Linked DNA regions of Mus musculus: all the other regions are linked to region 3. A link is a contact called in public HiChIP or PLAC-seq and promoter capture Hi-C data. All regions are on one chromosome and are shown on one strand. The core of a region is the stretch at or near the end of the contact, and the rest is flanking DNA. Distances in the headings are between cores, read along the strand shown. Region 1 has its middle 48 kb from the start of Gm35206. Region 2 holds the start of Cep290 (centrosomal protein 290). Region 3 has its middle 17 kb from the start of Gm35533.

Evidence for each region. Promoter capture Hi-C pulls out the DNA fragments that hold promoters and counts their contacts. HiChIP or PLAC-seq counts read pairs in DNA pulled down with a chosen protein or histone mark.
Region 1: an H3K4me3 HiChIP or PLAC-seq map of microglia shows a contact between it and region 3, with 7 times the contacts expected there. The contact joins two enhancer-like sites. A contact is called at or near these places in 1 of 15 datasets of contacts at CTCF or cohesin (the NIH/3T3 cell line), 1 of 484 Hi-C or Micro-C datasets (bone marrow-derived macrophages) and 4 of 115 datasets of contacts at active chromatin or transcription factors (cardiomyocytes, embryonic stem cells and microglia).
Region 2: a promoter capture Hi-C map of the C10 cell line shows a contact between it and region 3, with 5 times the contacts expected there. The contact joins the promoter of Cep290 here to the enhancer-like site in region 3. A contact is called at or near these places in 1 of 39 promoter capture datasets (the C10 cell line), 1 of 15 datasets of contacts at CTCF or cohesin (pro-B cells), 6 of 484 Hi-C or Micro-C datasets (the HL-1 cell line, embryonic stem cells, extraembryonic endoderm stem cells and 1 more) and 5 of 115 datasets of contacts at active chromatin or transcription factors (the SCID.adh cell line, embryonic limb bud, embryonic stem cells and 1 more).

Annotation. Positions count from the first base shown.
Region 1 is chr10:99,709,917-99,712,616 of GRCm38.p6, forward strand. No RefSeq gene overlaps it. Among named protein-coding and RNA genes, the nearest start is that of Gm35206, 48 kb to the right of the region's middle. Within about 2 kb of position 1,380, at least 14 of the 459 cell types and tissues checked have an H3K27ac peak or open chromatin away from gene starts, as enhancers often do. A contact at or near this core is called in bone marrow-derived macrophages and microglia, where this site is marked.
Region 2 is chr10:100,486,232-100,488,931 of GRCm38.p6, forward strand. It overlaps Cep290 (centrosomal protein 290), which reads left to right and starts at 1,351. Exons shown (of 54, transcript NM_146009.3): 1 at 1,351-1,521; 2 at 2,048-2,177; 3 at 2,331-2,408. The coding sequence starts at 2,076. It overlaps Tmtc3 (transmembrane and tetratricopeptide repeat containing 3), which reads right to left and starts at 1,116. Exons shown (of 14, transcript NM_001110013.1): 1 at 931-1,116.
Region 3 is chr10:100,159,444-100,162,143 of GRCm38.p6, forward strand. No RefSeq gene overlaps it. Among named protein-coding and RNA genes, the nearest start is that of Gm35533, 17 kb to the left of the region's middle. Within about 2 kb of position 1,323, at least 65 of the 459 cell types and tissues checked have an H3K27ac peak or open chromatin away from gene starts, as enhancers often do. A contact at or near this core is called in the HL-1 cell line, bone marrow-derived macrophages, microglia and 1 more, where this site is marked.

The sequences.
Region 1 (2,700 bases), core at 130-2,629, 450 kb before region 3:
CGGACTGCTCAGACTGGCAACTAATGAACATGGTACACATGGTCTTGGAGTTATACATATATATACATATATACATATATCTATATACACGCACACGTATATATTTTTCCTTAGGAATATATGTATGTGTGTATATATGTCACATTTGTGTGTTCTATTTGTAAAGCAGTTTAAAAGGATAGGTTAGCGAGCAAGCGAGAGTTTTAGAGCTTAATGTGATTATGTATGCTATAATTACATAGTGAATAGTCTCTGTGCTGTTTACATGCTCACCATGGAAACCTCTTGTTCATTTGTTCATTCATATATAATGAAACCTTATTATTATTACTATTATTTTTACATTGATAGACTAAATGTGTGAATTTTTGCATGTCAGTAATCTCTTATCACTTGAGTTCTGGTATTGACCTCAGATTGTTCACATTGGATGGGAAGCACCCTTACCTGCTGAGGCGTCTCACCGCCCCTTGATTGTTTTTTCCATTTTACATATAAAAAAACATTTGACAAATATTGATCATGCATTATATTTGGCATTGGAGAAACAAGGCTGAATTCTCATTCCCAACCTGGAAGGGTTGCACGAACTGTGTAGTAAGAGGTGTGAAAAAGTAATTATAATATGCAAGGCAATCGAAAAAGGCGAGAATGACAGGTCAGTATGCTGGAAGAGAAAAAGTCCTTCAGAGCCACAGGGATCAGGCTCCATTCTTCATCATTCTGAGGTGTGTAATGCAGTCTTCACAAAGGCCCTTTGGAACTCAGGTGGCTTATCAATAAAGCCGAGTTTACTGTGCCTGTGTTATGGCAGTGTCTACCTAGATAGGGATTAGAAATAGCATACCTAAAGCTATAGTTACAGTTCCAGGGAATAATACAGCACAGTGGAGGGGGTGTGGTTTATTACATTATGATCATGATTGAGAGAATCTTGGTAACCCAAACATACTTCAGCATGGCATGATCTACCTTGCTGTGATCCACCTTGGAGATTTGTTTCCCAAGAAGTCATGACTGAAAGGAAAACCATTAAAACAAAGAGCAAGAGGAAAGGATGTTGCCGGACATGCAGTATGCAGTGGTGGGAGAACATGGCTATGTCTCTGTGTGAACAGGGGGACTGGGCGCGGATGGTTTTTAGTGTTTGAAATCTTTCTGTAAATACTACATCTGCCTGCCCTCTATACCCTTCTCCCACTCTTCCACCTAGCATCTCTGAGCGCTCTCTCTTACACTATTCCACAGGAAGGTGGTTGCTATTGTTTTTCCTGGCCCTGCCACTCCATTCCTGCTCATCCCTACCTGCTGCTACACATCCCTAGCATCCATTTCCCACCCCCAAGCTCTGAAAGCCTCCAGCCTTTCATCAGCTACCCACGTGAGACATGTGTCCCCACTTCTCTCTTTGTCCTGAGGTTCCTATTTCTTGAAACTCTTTAAGGAGCTTATCATTAAGCAATTATTTTTTTTTTAAATTTGGACATATAGCTCTTCCCTGAATGTGCTTTATAAAATATTTATAAAAAATTTTACTGCTCTTTCTTTTAAACTCTTTAGTGCTCCTTCTATCATTCCTTCAATACATCCAATTTGGTAATTCTTAACTTTTCTTCTGCAAAAATTTCCACTCCTTTGATTCTTTATTTAGCAGGGACTGGTGGGATTTGAACTTGTTCTTTGTGGGACTGTCTCTTGCCTTGAATTCTGAACACTAATAACAATCCATCCAATTGTAAAACAATGAAATAACCTTCAGTATTGGCCCCTCTTCTAACCCTAGCAGCTGACAGAAGGGACTCTTGGTCTTTTCCTGTTTCACAAACCACAAGAACTGTCTAAATCAGGGTATCAGTCTTGCCTCTGTGATTTCTCTATAGTCAACAAAGAGGAAGTCGGCCACAGAGTGACAAGAGCCACATCCTTCACAATGGTTTTCTCTATTTTTGTTGTTTTAATTTCTTTCCCACCTATTATAACTTGTAGTTGTGAATGTAGTTATAACAATTATTGTTGTTGGCTACTGGTACTGGAGATCAAACCCAAGTTCTCACTCCTGCTTGGGAGGCACTATCTCACTAAACTACTCCTCAGCTCTCCCTCATTATATCAATTGTTCTGCAAAAAGACTGCCCCCAATTTTTCATTTCCTACTTTGGATTTTAAAAAAATTCTACATGATTTGTTTGGATATGTCCATTTATGTGTATTCTGTATGATTCCTCTAAGTTTTTTAGAGACTCTTTCACTTTATTTTTTATTAATTCTCTGATGGAAATTTTCATTAACAACTTGATAGTGTCTAGAATAGCCTAGGAGATGTACCTCCAAAGTCATTCAGAACAAACAGAAAAACTATCTCAAATTTTTAGAGCACCTTACAAAGGCCCTCTTACAATATATTAATCTAGAGCCTGAAAACCCAGAAGGTAAACATCTTTTGATGATCCGTTTCTTTTCTCAGTGCTACCCTGACATTAGGGCCAAGCTTGGACACAGGACCTCTAACTCGACAGTCAGAAGTCTTTTAACACCCCTATACTGCTGTTAAAAAATAAAAACAACCATAGGACCTATCACCTGGTTCAAGATCTCCAGTTTCTTAATTCTGCAGTGGTTCCTCTCCATCCTGTGTGGCTAACCCTTACCTGCTTCTTTCCACTATCACCTCAGGGATCTCTCATTTTTAGTTCTAGGTCT
Region 2 (2,700 bases), core at 101-2,600, 330 kb after region 3:
ACCTCTCCGAGCTTCAATCTCTTAGATGGACAATGCGGATAATACTGCTGTATCTCCACAAAGAATAATTCCAAAACTAAACAGTATTTAGAAATAAAGCAAACACTGCAATCAGGCCTACAAATCTGAAGAACGTCTTTAAAATTTGTTTCAAATACCATTTTTTTGTGCTATTTGTTTTTCTCAACCGCAGAAATCTTTTCAAAAGAAAAATGTAACTGTCTACATTTTTCTTTTAATTACTTAATATCTATTATGTATGATATGTATAAGTACCTTATATATCTATCCACGTATACATACATACATACATTCATACATATATACGAGACGCACTCTTTCAAATAGATGCTTACAGCTCCTAAAGTTACCTGCTGGTGTAGAATAGCTGTGCATTTGGCAACAGTTCCCTGAGTAAGAAGATTAACATCTGAGAAGGAGAAGGCACTTTCCCCCAAGAACTCCCTTGGTACCCAGCAAATGACAGCAAAATGCCATCGCTTGGCATGGCCCTCCTCCCTCCCTCCAGCCCGGCTTAAGAGCCTTGGGCGCACTAAGGCTCCTCTTTCCTTGGCCTTCACTCCACTCTTATTAACCTAATAAGCACTACAATCCGCAAGCTGCTGCAGGAGGCTGCCCCATCTTGACGCTCCTTCTTCACTCAACCAGAGCGTGAACTCAGGGGGTGCGGTGGGGGTGGGGGCGCTCCACTTTCCCAGACACCAAGGAGGCTGGAAACTTTTATTGACTCCCCTCTTAGGGAAGCCACTAACTGGGAGCCCCTCGCACCTACCTGAGTAGCCGGAGGACTCTTTCCCAAACCTCTGCAAGATCCGCCAGCCCTTCGGCAGCCCCAAGCTAGCGCTTCCCTAAAAACGCAAAGGTTCCCTGAGCTACTCCTGGCTGTGGGTTGACACGCCCCGACCTCACCTGAGGGCGGCTCCGCCAGGAGACGGTTCAGGAAAGCTTCTGGGATGGTGGACCGGAGAAGGACTCCGCAGAAAACACAGTCATAGCCTGCCACGCTCGGACTCCGGGGCGGCCGCACCTTAGCAGCCGCTCCTCCCGCCTCCCGAGCCTTCCCCCAGCTCTTCCAGGGCGGCCGCAGACTCCCGCATTGCACGCCGGGAACGCGCCGCTCTTCCCAAAAACTTCCAATCCCAGGATGCACAGCCGCGACGCCGAACTGCACTCTGGGACGTAGAGTCCTCATCTCACGGCTCTCCCTCATCCACAGTAAGGAGGGCTTGGAGGGGAAATAGAGCCGTAAAGCTTTTTCCAGGGTCGTGAAATGTAGTCTTCCCAGGTATCCCGGGGCCTAGTTCCGGTCTTGGCAGGCTGGGGGGCGGGGAGTGGTGTCGCCTAGCAGCCGGCGCCGCTTCGGCTCGGTCGGGAAGAGTTGGCGGGAGCAGCCTGAGTGCGCGAGGACCGCTCTGGGAAGCGTGAGGCCGGGGCGGTGGCCGAACCCGGAGGTGGTCGCTGTAGATGAGTGACTGCTGCTGGTGGCAGGTCTTGGTTTCGGTGGGTGGATCCTCGTGAGCCGGAGCCGCTTAGTGTCGTTCACAGGATCGTAATCCCGAGGGACAGGGTGCAGCCCTACCTATCCAGACCTCTGTCGCTCTTGTCTGCAGTGTCGTCTCGGCCTCCCTGATTGAGCTTGATTCCGCAAACACTTCATTTAGCTCAGTCTTTTTATCTACTTTAAAAATCCTCTGGTCCCCTTTCCTCAGAAGGTTTTCAAAAACTTCCAAACATCTTGGGAGTTGGTACCATCATTGATGGTAGGGGACTTGGAAAAGGGGCCTCGGGGTTTTAGCTCCGAATTCGTCTTAGCAAGAAAATAATAATTTAGCGTGTACATTATCGTATAGCCTGTGTCAGGGGAACTAATTTTCGTCGAGGCTGTTTGCCTCTGCATCTGTTTTGCAGTTCAGGAGCCATAGCTCTTAGCCAGCACCTAGAGAGTTAAGTAAGACCGCTCATGATCATGTAAACACTGCAAGGCCATTTTCCTTGAAAATGCTAAAATCCACCTGCTTCTTTGTAGAGGCTGAGAGACAGTGAAAGAATTCAAGATGCCACCTAATATAAAGTGGAAAGAATTAATCAAAGTTGATCCAGATGACCTGCCACGGCAAGAAGAGTTAGCAGATAAATTATTGATATCTTTATCCAAGGTACTTAATAAATGATTTGTACACAGAGCCTGATGTACAATGTCATGAATTGAAATTGCTTCTTGAAATCATTGAATGCTATAACTGGAAGAGTGCTTGTATTTAATGTGCAGGGTATGAAATAGTCCATTTTTTGTGTGTTTGTTTCCTTAGGTGGAAGTAAATGAACTAAAAAATGAAGACCAAGAAAACATGATACATCTATTCAGAATTACCCAGTCTCTAATGAAGGTTTGTAGGAAAGAGTGTGTAGGAAAAGAAATATTTTTTAGGAGAAACATAAAGAGTCATAAAGAATCATATGGTCAAATAAAATACAAAATCTCTCCCCTATAAGCTATACATGAAATGATAAGAGGATTCTAGATTCTTCATAAATAAATACTGAGAAAGAATATGTATTCTTTACATTAAGGTAAAAGCATATAGAAAAATATTTGGGGCCAGTAATTTGGGATATACTGTTCAAGAGTTTGAGAGTATATTTTGGTTATCAGCATTTTAGAAGGGAATAAAGGTTTTT
Region 3 (2,700 bases), core at 73-2,572:
CTGGGAAAGAGATCCTTACTGAAGATTCATAACCCATAGTTATTTGTAAGTGGGTTCATTGTTACCCATAGTTAATTATAATTGTAACTCTAAAAGAATTGTATGTAACATGTCTCATTTTTAAAGTCATACACCTATTATTATTATTATTATTATTATTATTATTATTATCATCATTATTATTATTTTGCCAATTCTTATCTCTTCTAGTGCCTTCCATAGTCTCGGAACAAAGATATCCCTGCCTCTACTGTTCCAGTCTAAATAATAGGTCAGGGATGGAGTGGTGCGAAGCAAAGAAGACCGGAGATACCCAGGTGCACAGCCAGAGTCTAATCATGACATCTTTTCTCCCAGAGCTTTGGAGACTCTGGACAAATCTTTCTGAGCCAAAGTTATCTTTCTCTAAAAATGCTTGGCTAGCAAGATGACCGTGGTATACTGTGGTGCCTGTCCCAAGGATGTTCAGCTAGGATGGACATGACTTCCAGAAACAGCACACTCAGCTGAAAACAACTTCCACTCTAGATGCTTATTTGATTTCAAGACCAGGAACTGCAGTGATTAGAGAGTCTCTCAGCAGCTGCTAGATCTGGGCGGGTCAGTGTGTGCGATTCTGTGCTGCTGGAGCCCCAGGTATCATATCGTATCTGGAAACCTGCAAAACGGGGGAGGGGGCATTTATCTTTGCATGTCTTTCGTGAGGAAGAAATTCTTCCCAGAAGGCGCAAGAACTTCTCTTCTGATTTCATCAGGTTGGTCTGGGTAACATGTGTGTTTCCCAGACCCAACAGAGTTGTGAAAGTGAGCGATGCACATTTCTTTCTTCTTGTGAGAAAGGCACTGTAGCAAAAGAAAAGCTGGGAGGGTCGTGGGTGTAGGGTAGAGAAGCTGTGTGGGCTCTGTGTGCCCTGTGCTGCTCGGCTTAGTGAACATTGGAGAGAGTTAGTTCCTTCCTGCTTCTATTTTCAGCACAATACTTCAAGTGCTCGCAGACCGCAGACTGGTGCCTGACCATTGTCCTTCCGTGAGTGCTGAATGGCCTGCCAGCTCGCAATCCCTTCTCTCAAACCAGGCTGACTTCTGTCCACCATGTAAATTCCTAGTTCTAAAATATAGCGAAACTTCTTAATACAAAAGTAAATCAATAACCAAGCCAAGCCAAACCAAACCAAACAAAAGCAGAAGCTAAACCCAGCAAGGAAAGCTACTTGCCTTCCATGTCAGGCATTCCTCTGGGGTCACGTGCTCTGACAGGAAAGGAGACATGTAAAAGCTTCCATTTTCATCGTCTTGCAATTTTAATAAAGTAAGTGGTGTCTCGAAGCATTTTCCAGCTGGATCCTTTTGTGATGTGTGATATATACTTTATGTTCATGCTGGATGTATTTTTCTCCTCAATCTGTTTTACCCAGGGCGAAAAATGGTTTTTGTTGTTTCAAAAAAAAAAAAAAAAGACATACTAAATATTTTTTCTTTTTTTTTTATTAGATATTTTCTTTATTTCCATTTCAAATGTTATCCCTTTTCCTTGTTTCCCCTCTGAAAAATCCCCTATCCCTTTCCCCCTCCCCCTGCTCACCAACCCATCCACTCCTGCTTCCTGGCCCTGGCATTCCCCCATACTGGGGCATAGAGCCTACTCAGGACCAAGGGCCTCTCCACCTATTGATGACCAACTAGGCCATCCTCTGCTACATATACAGTTAGAGCCATGAGTCAGGCACTGGCAGAGCTTCTCAGGAGACAGCTGTATCAGGTTCCTGTCAGCAAGCTCTTGTTGGCAACCACAATAGTGTGGTTTTGGTGGTTGTTTATGGGATGGATCCCCACGTGGGGCAGTCTCTGGATGGTCATTCCTCCATTCTCTGCTTCACACTAAATATTTTTAATGAATGTCATTTCCTAGTTGCTACAGCAGCAAAGAAAAATAACGTGAGCAAGGACCTTGGAGAAAGAACAAAGCTATCAGTCAGAGGGAGCTAGATTTGAGCTACAGCCCTGAAGACTCTAGAGCTGGTCGCTGTATGTAGAAACTGGGGCCTCCTGCATTTAATAAAATTCTAGGAGCAAAGCAGAGACTACACTAAAATTAGTTGACGATGACAGAGGCCTTAGAAGCTATACCTAGAAAAAAAATGTATAGAAACTTTTAAAGCAAAGCGGGAAAGTATGATGTAGGCTTTCCAACACAAACATTGTGAGTCAGGGAGTTCAAAGACAGATGAGAATACAGACCACACCAAACCAAAGATGCTGCTGACTGTGTAGCTAGAGCCCTGCCTTTCTCGTTGATTATGAAAAAAAGATTGGTACAATTCACAGCATCTGCTGTGACAACATAATGATTATTTATGAATTGACACAATAAAATACACATAGAACCATACATGTACATATGCATATAAATATTTAAATATTTAAAGTGCCCCTTAGCCATAGATACCTGCAAGATGAACATGGTCAAATACAAAAAGTCAATTCTCCAAAGGCCAAGACAGGAAAAAAGTAGCTTTTCAGCTTTACCTTAATAGAGATAAACTCTGATTTTGTGTGTTCCTTATGATAATTACTGGCGTCACTATAATCTCCACACTCCCTAAGCAAAAGCAGATCTCTACGACTTCAAGGCCAGCCTGGTCTTTCTATCAAGTAGCAGGCCTGCCAGGGCAAAATTAGAGGATCCCATATCAAAAACAA